Regions from separate parts of the Oncorhynchus mykiss genome. Here region 2 is linked to region 1. Evidence: chromatin contacts called from public Hi-C data. All regions are on one chromosome and are shown on one strand. The core of a region is the stretch at or near the end of the contact, and the rest is flanking DNA. Distances in the headings are between cores, read along the strand shown. Region 1 overlaps LOC110488185 (AT-rich interactive domain-containing protein 1A). Region 2 holds the start of LOC110488185 (AT-rich interactive domain-containing protein 1A).

Region 1 (5,214 bases), core at 2,141-4,640:
ATTGATTCAACTGGAATGAATGAAAGAATGTTTCACTTCTCCAGTCTCTTGCGGTTGGTTACTGTTCTATTTATCACATGGATCTCTCGTTTCCCTCCTCGCCCCATATAACTGGGCCATGAACTAGCATATTTTACTGTATCCTATTCATTTTAAAGTTAAAAGGCAATCTTCCACCGTTTTGTCATCTCTGTATGAGACGCCTCCTTCTCTAAATCACCGCTGTTTTGGCTGATAAGTGATAGCGTTGCCAAGGTAGTAAGTCACGGGTGTGTGTGTGGTGTCCTCCGACAGTTTCATGAGCATATCTGGGAGAATACTTCCTGGCATTTACCAAAGTGTGTGTGTGTGTGTGTGTGTGTGTAAAGACAAGGGGCGGGGTCGACTTGTCCTTTAGCCTGGTATGTGTTGGTCTGTTTGGTATGTGTCCTGTCCTGGATGTCAACGTCCTTCTGCCGCCTCAGGCCACAAACACTCATTCAGTTTATTCTAAACATATTGGTATGCTGAGGCAGTCCTGTGGTTGTCTATGAGAGGCGCAGACCGTGTGTGTTTGTTCTGTGGTTCCTCATCGTCTAATGCTGGAGGTTAAAGGGGCTGCCCTCAGTCATCTGCCCTACGCTGCTTCTCTCCTCAGGGGGGTGTTGTGTTCTGTTGGTGTTCTCACCCTAAATGCTATTTGTTTTGGAGAGGCTGGTCTCTGGTATCGCCCAGCCTGCCTGGCAGACACATCATGATGACTTGATGCCAGAACCAGCCACGTGCTCCTCTGCAGTCTGCTCTGCTGGTCTGGTCTGGCCAAGCCAAGGATAGTCAGTCATATCTGGTGGCAGAGAGTCAGTGCTGGGGGGATGGTGGGTGAGGAGTCAGGGAGTTGGGGGGCGGAAAGGGATGAGGATGAAGGGGGATTGTCTGTTGATACCTCCATTACTAGCTGCTGCTGCTAATACTACTACAGTGCCTGGTGTCTGGTTCCTGGCCCACGGCTTCAGACACCCTCTCCCTCCCTCCCTGGAGCTTTGTGCTGAGCCAGAAAATGATGAATGGGAAGAGAGGTGGGTGTGTGTGTGTAAAGTGACACACTTTTTTTTTTTGCTCCCTCCCTTGACTGCTCTTTTTTTCCCTCCCTGAGATTCTGCCCCCCTCCTCCTTCCCTTCTCTTCAGCTGTAGTGGAGGGAAATCCCTGCCCCAGGGGAGGGAGGGAGAGGGGCAGGGATTTCCCTCCAGCTGACTGATGTGAGCGGTGCTGTATGTGACAAGTGAGAAAATGTGAATAACTGTGACCTGCCAATGACCTCCTGTGTGTGTGTTTGTGTCAGTTAATGAATGGAACACATGACTCATCAGAAAGGCGTGAGCTGGGCAAAGGACGAGAGCCCCCCCCATGCCATGCAACACAAACACACTGGGCCATGTGGTAATCTGACGAGAGCTCCCCCATGCCATGCATCACAAACACACTGGACCATGTGGTAATCTGATGAGAGCCCCCCCCCCCCATGCCATGCAACACAAACACACTGGACCATGTGGTAATCTGATGAGAGCCCCCCCCTCCCCCATGCCATGCAACACAAACACACTGGACCATGTGGCAATCTGATGAGAGCCCCCCCCCCCCCATGCCATGCAACACAAACACACTGGACCATGTGGTAATCTGATGAGAGCCCCCCCCCCCCCCCCCATGCCATGCAACACAAACACACTGGACCATGTGGTAATCTGATGAGAGCCCCCCCCCCCCCCCCCCCCCCCCCATGCCATGCAACACAAACACACTGGACCATGTGGTAATCTGATGAGAGCCCCCCCATGCCATGCAACACAAACACACTGGACCATGTGGTAATCTGACAGAGGCTGATTTTAGATCATTGTTTCCTGGTGACTTGGTGATGCCGGCAGCTAGGCATGCTGAGATGTAGGATTCCCAAAGCCAGCCTGACTCCTCTGTGCACTGTGTGTGCAGCATGGGATTTGAGAGAGGTTTAGCCTCAACACTGCTAAGGTGGTCTCTCTATCTCTCACTGTGAGCCTCTACTACCACTGAGGCTGTGTGGGATTTAGCCCCGTGACGTGTGCCTAAAATGTGTGTATTTCTACTGTGTGTTGCAGCTGGGTCTGGATCTCTGCAGGGCCCCCAGACCCCCCAGTCTACCAGTAGTTCCATGGCGGAGGGGGGGGACCTAAAGCCCCCCACCCCAGCCTCCACTCCTCACAGCCAGATACCCCCCATGCCAGGAGTCAGGTACCTATGATACTCTCTACTACTGTCTCAAAACATCACTCTCTACCACACCTGACAACAATCTCCTACCCTTCCTCCTTCCACCGAAGAAGTGTTGGTAACAAAAACAGAAGAGATTTTTCCATTCAAGGGGAAGCAAACTCAATTAACACAATTGAAAACTCTATTTAGCTTTTTTTTTATTCTGTTGGTAATTAACTCTCTCTTGCTTCCCTATAGGCTGCAGGACCCGTTTGCAGACGGGGGCGACCCGGCGTTTGCCAGACGGAACTCTATGACCCCTAACAGCTACCAGCCTGGGATGGGTGGTCCGGAGATGATGGGGCGCATGGGGCCCTATGAACCCAACAAGGACCCCTTTGGTGGCATGAGGAAAGGTGAGCAGTGGGTTAACTGGTTTTTAGACATTTTATTTGGAGGTCATAGGAAATTGTAGAAGAATACTGTACGAAGACATGGAGTATATTGTCTATCATCCAGTGTGATCATGCGTGGCTCAGCTGGTTAAGACTGTGGCTTTGTGGGTTGTGGTGGGTTCTAACCACCTGCTAAGTGGCCTAGACAGACTTGTCCCATTCAATATTGAGACACTGTTTAGTGTTTAACCAGAACTCTTTGTGTCTCTGCAGCTGGAGAGCAATTCATGACTCCAGCGTTGGGCCCTAACAGTGGTGTGGAGGGGCAGTTCAACAGAGGCCCCCCAGGGCCCATGGTCCCCAACATGCAGATGGGTCAGAGACAACAGTACCCCTATGTACCTGGATATGACAGGAGACAGGAACCAGGGATGGGTCCTGACGGCAGTATGGGTCCTGGAGCCCCCCAGCCCAACCTGATGCCTTCAGGGGCCGATTCGGGGATGTACTCCCCCAGCCGACCCCCACCGGTGCAACGGTCAGTATCTCAAACTGGGCTAAGTCACATAATGGATCTTATACATGTTAAATAATTACTGTATTTTGTCAAGAAGGTGTGGATCTTGGTGTGAGCTTATGTTATCTATTCAAACGTTTACGTTGTCTTATTTTGTGTTTTCTGTCTAGTTTATTTGAGTTAATTTCTGCTGCATTTCAATAGCCAAAGTGTTAGTTTGTTTACCTTGTTGTATGTTGTTTCAGGCATGATTCCTATGGTAATCAGTATCCTGGCCAAGGAGCGCCACCTGGTGGCCCCTACCCCAATCAGCAGCCAGGAATGTTTCCACAGCAACAACCGGTAAGAACATTTTGTCCACTGCTCTCTTTGTATACTCATATCTGCTTCAGAAGCCTTGTAAATGTGGAGTTAAAATGGACTTACATTCATCAGTATAACTTCCATGTAATGAATGTGGGATGAGATATATATTTAACTTGAAATGTATTGAATTCATAATCAATAGTATTCTTTTGATATTGAGATGCTAACAATGTTACTGTCTTCAGAACTATAAGCGGTCTCCAGGCGACGGGGCCTACGGTCCCCCAGCGAAGCGTCACGAGGGGGATGGGATGTACAATGTCCCCTTCAGCGGTCAGCAGCAGCCAGGGCCCCAGCCCCCTGGGGCCCCCCAGGGCCAACAGGACATGTACAATCAGTACAACACAGGTTACCCTGGCTCCGACCGCCGACCACCTGGCCCCCAGGGCCAGTTCCCCTTCCCCTTCGGCCGAGACCGGGGGCCCTCTAGCGGTGTCCCAAACTCCCAGTCCCCCATGCCTCCCCAAATGATGGGCAGCCCAATGCAGGCGGCCCCTGACGGCCCTCAGTGCCCCATGTGGCAGGGACGCAACGAGATGGGCTACCCCAACTACCCCAACCGACAGGGGCCTCCGGGACCTGGCCAGGGGCCCCCCCAGGGGTACCACGGCATGAACCGGTCTGAGGAGATGATGCCAGGGGCAGACCAGCGGATTAACCACGAGGGCCAGTGGCCGGGACACCCCAACCAGAGACAACCCCCCTACGGGCCGGGGGGCTCGGGTCCCCCCATGTCCAGACCTCTGCAGTCCAACTATCAGAGCTCCCAGAACCACATATCCCAGGTGTCCAGTCCTGCCCCCATGCCCCGCCCCATGGAGAGCCGGACGTCCCCCTCCAAGTCACCCTACATGCACTCCGGCATCAAGATGCAGAAGGCGGGGCCCCCCGTGCCTGCTTCCCACATAGGCCAGGCCCCTGTGCAGCCCCCTCTCATCAGGCGGGACATATCCTTCCCCCCAGGGTCGGTGGAGGCCTCCCAACCCATCCTCAAACCCAGAGGAAGACTCACCATGAAAGACATCGGTACGCAAACTTGCCATTTTCAGGACATTAAATGTTAGCAGACCCTTTGCACAAAGTCACTTACATTGGGGTCACTTAGAAATGTCTTTGTTTTTGAAAGAAAAGCACATATTTTGTTCTTTTAAAATAATATCAAATTGATCAGAAATACAGTGTAGACATTGTTAATGTTGTAAATGACTATTGTAGCTGGAAACGGCTGATTTAAATAAAATAAAATAATAATAAAAATAATAGTAATACTTATGGAATATCTACATAGGCGTACAGAGGCCCATTATCTGCAACTATCACTCCTGTGTTCCAATGGCACATTGTGTTAGCTAATCCAAGTTTATAATTTTAAAAGGCTAATTGATCACTAGAAAACCCTTTTGCAATTATGTTAGCACTGCTGAAAACTGTTGTACTGATTAAAGAAGCGATACAACTGGCCTTCTTTAGATTAGTTGAGTATCTTGAGCATCAGCATTTGTGGGTTTGATTACAGGCTCAAACTTGCCAGAAACAAAGAACTTTCTTCTGAAACTTGTCAGTCTATTCTTGTTCTGAGAAATGAAGGCTTCCATGCAAGAAATTGCCAAGAAAATGAAGATCTCGTACAACGCTGTGTACTTCACAGAACAGCGCAAACTCGCCTCTTCACTGTTGCCGTTGAGGCTGGTGTTTTGCGGGTACTATTTAATGAAGCTGCCAG
Region 2 (5,348 bases), core at 2,337-4,836, 62 kb before region 1:
CATAGACCGATGCACACTCCTGTATTACTGTCGAAGCTTTCCTCAGATTAAGAATTAAGAATAGACTGGTGGTTATTCATTCAAATGAGCCTGCAATATAGCAACACTAAAAATAGCAGCTGCCCCCTTCCTATACACTCCCAACCCCCACCTCACAGATGTGTCCTTTCTTTCTTTCGTTCTTTTGTTCTTTTCTTGTTCAAATCCATTTCCGTCAAAGAGATAATGCTATTATGAAAATGTTCTAGAACAAAAAGGGGAACAACATCCAACATATCTGCTACCTCCCCGTTTTAATATCCAGAAGTGTGTCAAAAAAATATTACCTCACAGTTCATTCTCCACAATAATACTGTATATGGGCTTTATTCAAAGTGTATTCTTGGATTGATTAATCGAGCATAACCGTGATTCTGAAATACATCACATTACCATAACCCTCATTACCATAATCTGCATAGTGAAAGTGAATTTGTCTTTTTACACTAATGCGACCTGCATCAACAATTTTAAAAAGACAACGAAAGAGGATCTGTGCTGTGTACATGTTCTCAGTCTATGAAATAAAGCACACATCATCATGATGACACTGCACCACAGTCTATCACCACAGCCACAATGGCATTGGGATTAGCTAGTGTCAGAGTCTTGTTACATGGACTCAGACTGATGGAGTCATAGTCACAGCGGAGTTACAGTAAATGTGATCATCGGTGCCTATGAGAACTGGGTGAGAGGGACATGTGTGACCGTAGCAGAGACCAAAAGAGCGGCGCAATTATTCAAACCGCATCTCATAGCAACTTTGATAATTCTACCTACATGTACATATTACCCCAATTACCCCGACTAACCCGTGCCCCCGCACATTGACTCTGTACCGGTACCGTCTTTATATAGCGTCGCTATTGTTATTTTACTGCTGCTAATTATTTGTTACTTGTATTTCTTATTTTGGTATTCTTCTTAAAACTGCATGGTCGGTTAAGGGCTTGTAAGTAAGCATTTCACTGTAAGGTCGACACCTGTTGTATTCAGCGCATGTGACAAATACAATTTTATTTGATTTATATCTAATGTGCTAATGAAAAGCAATGATTTAATGTGCGCAGGAAATGGATTGTAAAGCATGGGGTTGTGCATGGGTTGTGAACGTTTGAACACAATGGGATCCAAGTTTGCTGTCTATATCCTCCATACAATAGTACTCATTACTGTAAGTAATCTGCTGATTAAATGTATGCAAACGTACAAAGCATAGGTTAGGAAGGTGGTTGTCAGTGAGACCACAGAGTGAGAAACAAAGTTTCCTCCATACAAAAGCCCTGTGGTGGGGTCGCGATGCTGACCCCTCATCCATTCCTCTGAAAAGGCATTATGTCCCAACTCAACGCCAGCCACCACCGTGGATCGGGAGCTAAACCAGTCTGTGTCTAATACGCAGAAAGACCGGAGAGGCTAGGTCAGGAAATGTTGTGTGGTGCATAGTCACAGCCCTCTGCCCTCCTCCTCCCAGGGGTTAAGGGTCAGCTGTCAGCAGGCGTGTGTGTGTTCACCTGGATAGTCTAGCACTGCAGTATCGTCAACCCCGGACTCCCTCCCTCCCTCACTCAAACCATGCTCTTTGTACGTAGGACTGCTTTGCCTACGTTGCTGTTACCAGAAGAAAATCCTTAGAATCACACAGAAATGTCTGAGTCCTGTTTAAAAAAAATATTAACATGTTGTAACATTAACATGTTGTAATATTGCAAACGTCAATAAAGAAATTGTTTTTGTTGATTCAGTTAATCAGTTCGATTATGCTGTAATATTTCCTAAAGATGAAGTCTTTAAGGTTTTTGTTATTTGTCTATAACCCAGGAAACTCAATCTCCTTCCAAATAATCTTGGCCCAGGCTAGATTTATGAATAGGAAGTTTATAGGAGGGAATAAGGAAATGTACAGTATATCACAGCCTATAGATAAAGGGATTATTCCACTTTGACCTGGTTTACTGTATGGGAATACAAACACGGCCTGTGTCCTGTTTTTGCAGTGTGACACTGTGTGTCCCATTTCAATTAGGCCATAACAGACTGCTAAACTGCTTTCATCATTTTATATGCTCTCAGTGCAGGCTATAAGAAGGAAATATGTACAACCATACAGTATGGACAACATACAACAACAAAAAACATTGTTTAATACTTATAGCTGAAGAAAAATAACAAAATTGCTATTGATTATTTATTTATTTTATCACCAGAGAGGTCAGGGGCACCATCCACGTTGTGGAGTTTTTACCCTGAGACATCAATCTACAGCTGAATTCCAGGATGATGTGAAATTAATTCAGTTTTACCGGCCCACGGAACAGATGGCTATTTCATTCAGGACTCAGGCTAGTTTTGTTGCCTGGCAATCTCTCCCCAAACCAAATCAGAGACCATAAAGTGTCACTTATGGCCAGTGGAATCTGGTTTTCCACACTAGTCCGGCTGTGAAAATGTCAGGCATCCCTCACAAACCAAGGAGCCTCGGCTCTATTCGCCTCCCAGACACAAACCTCTACGCAAAACAGAAGCTGACTCAAAATGAATTGACGGGTTATATATGATATTAAGCTAAGGGAGTGGGAGGGAAGTCCCCTTTAAAGATATTGGAAATTAAGAATATGAAAGAGGGGAGAGAATTTGCCTTACAATCACTGTTTTGAATGAATAGCTCTGCGTACTGGGCCTACATACAAAATAACAGACAGTCATATATGTGTAAAATAGATATTTCCCTCATTTCAATAAATAATATGGGGAAATATGTTTTGGAAATATTATAAACAGTATTTCCTCAATGTGCAGTAAAAAACACTAAATTGCTGGGAGAATAACATATTTTATTCCCAGACAATCTTTGTGCATGTATGTATATTTTTCAATTAATGTACCAATTCAATATTTTTGTTGATAAACTATCTTTCCCAAAATTGCCTTCTATATTTTCTACCCGAGCCTTTCCACTTTTCGTTACCCTTATCTTCTCTTTCTTTTCTCCCTTTCACCCTCTCTCTCCTCTTCTCTTCTAAGGCGGGAGTTACAGGAACAGCAGCAGGCAGGCAGGCCCCATCACCGGCGGAGCAACACAGGAATGCATTGTATGTGTTAGAAAGGCAGGACAGTCAGGCAAAATAGTCCATAAGTTAACTAAAATCGTCATTTAGTAGATTTTAACCACGATACACACACCCCTGTAAAATCTTGAGTGAAATCCTATTTTCCAGCACCATTTTCCAAGGTGAAATGGCCGGGTATTTTGTTGTTTTCCGGCAAAAAAACACAGTCACACACACACACGCACACACATACACACACACGCACAAGTGAGCCGCGGAGGAATCCTTAAACTTGGCAGTGCGTGCTTCGCCGCTGAAAGCGCACACAGTAAATTGAAGCTAGAATCGCTTCGAAAACCCGGAGTGGGGTTTGATTTTAATCTAACCCAAAAACCCTTTAAAAAGTATGCAAACAAAACTCCAGCGTCACATGTCTTCGGTTTAAATAGTGTCTCAATGTGAGAATTTAAATATATATTTTTCTATTCCCACATTTTAACTGTTAATAAATGCCATATTTGTGTTCATTGAGGGCAGGGCTGGTGTTCTGTACTCCAGACTAGAGCTGATATTTTACCTCATGGAAACAACGCCGGGGAAAGCCTGCCTGCAACACACAGTCGTGAGGTAAAGATACATGTTTAAGTATCAATCTTTATATTTTGCTATAGTAAAGTCAACTGTATTATTTTGTCCATATGCATTCTTATCAAATATTCCAGTCACATGGTAGGCAACATTAATACTGGGATAGAATAGAATACCATATTTTTTTCCAGAGGGAATTTATGTATTACACCAGAAGGGAAAAAAATAAATACAAATGGATTAGTTAATTTGGGTGATCTCCGCCAGATCTCAATCTTCTAATATAGGCTATACAAGCTTGATGGCCAGAACTCCCTGACCATAGATTCTCTATATAGCCAACGATCTATCAGAAAAACAAGACTATATACTCTCTATGATCCATCTGAACCAGCCTGACCCTAAGTCTATCCACGCCAACTTTCTCCACTGTCTGCCCTCTGGCCCGGGAATGCGTCCACTGGCCGGGATTCTTCCCTCAAACAACACTCAAGTATTTGGAATGGGTGACAAAACCAACACACCTCCCTATTGGTCTATTGGTTATCCCTTGCTCCTCTGGCTCCTCTGTTCTCCTCTGTCTGATGCCTCTGTCTGTCCCCATCTGTTTGTCCTCCTCTGTGCGCCGAGCATCAGAGGGGCTGTTGGACAGAGATACAGGCAGCCAGGCTGCAGCACATGTGAGAAAAGAAAAGACAGACCGATTTCAAGGAATGAGGCGGCCTCAGCCAGGACTTTAATCAAACATTGGGGTGCCACTGTGTTCGATGTCAATGTGACACCATTTCAAAGAGATGACATATTAGGGAACACAATAGGGAAAATCACCTCCTGTTGGGTGTTGGGAGTCTCTAAACAAAATTGCCTTTGCCCATGTCTCTGAAAGAGGCTGACAGCAGGGAGGTACATTTAGTTGACATGCAACCAAAATATTTTTGGGGAGGACTTCAAAGAAAATGATTCTCTATCATCACAGACAGGGTCTCTCTTGCTCTCTCTCTCTCGCGCGCTCTCTTTCTCTCACTATCTCTCTTTCTCATCCAGAAAGCTGATCTTAGTCTTTTTACCTCAGAAAATCATTGTGAAAAAGCAGAGCAAGGAGGAGGATTTCATGCAAAATAAACATAGTGGTTCAATTTCAGTCAGTGCCGGTGTAAACGTCAGTAATGGTCACATTTGGAGAGTGGGAAGAACAGCCTTGGAATTATAATGTAGACGAATTGTATCTCTGAATGTTTTCCTGTATCTCTCGATGACATTCATTGGATGATCTGGAGGAAAGGTCAGCTCAGCATTCTGCACTGGGCCTTGCTGTTATGTTTATTTAGACTGTATTGATATCACTCTGCGACTGGATGGCCCCTCCCGTCGGAAACCCCATGCTACTGTCTAGAGAAAACCCTAACCCATTCCCCATATTGCATTTACCCATGAACCTTAGGGGCTAGGGGTTAGGGTGCAGGGCTAGTTTTGGGACACAGGCCCCTCAGTCAGTCCCCTGTTTGATTGTCACGTTTGTCTGGTTGACACAGAGAGCGTGCTGCCGTGGCGACAGGGATGGGGCTGGGGTTTACCCCTCCCTGTAGCGCCCAGCTGTCGATGGTTACATAATAGCAGGGCCTTGTCGGTCTGCCGGATGGCTTTGTCCCCCTGTCACTGAGGGTGATT

What was found. A called contact is a pair of places that touch in the nucleus more often than the background predicts.
Region 2: a Hi-C map of liver shows a contact between it and region 1, with 8 times the contacts expected there. The contact joins the promoter of LOC110488185 here to the enhancer-like site in region 1. A contact is called at or near these places in 3 of 3 Hi-C or Micro-C datasets (blood and liver).

What each region holds. Positions count from the first base shown.
Region 1 is chr32:26,598,492-26,603,705 of USDA_OmykA_1.1, reverse strand. It overlaps LOC110488185 (AT-rich interactive domain-containing protein 1A), which reads left to right. Exons shown (of 19, transcript XM_036971647.1): 13 at 2,120-2,252; 14 at 2,472-2,629; 15 at 2,882-3,146; 16 at 3,371-3,467; 17 at 3,677-4,517. Among protein-coding and RNA genes, the nearest start is that of zdhhc18b, 18 kb to the right of the region's middle. Within about 2 kb of position 3,390, at least 1 of the 11 cell types and tissues checked has an H3K27ac peak or open chromatin away from gene starts, as enhancers often do. A contact at or near this core is called in liver, where this site is marked.
Region 2 is chr32:26,660,116-26,665,463 of USDA_OmykA_1.1, reverse strand. LOC110488185 (AT-rich interactive domain-containing protein 1A) reads left to right here and starts at 3,586. Exons shown (of 19, transcript XM_036971647.1): 1 at 3,586-3,719.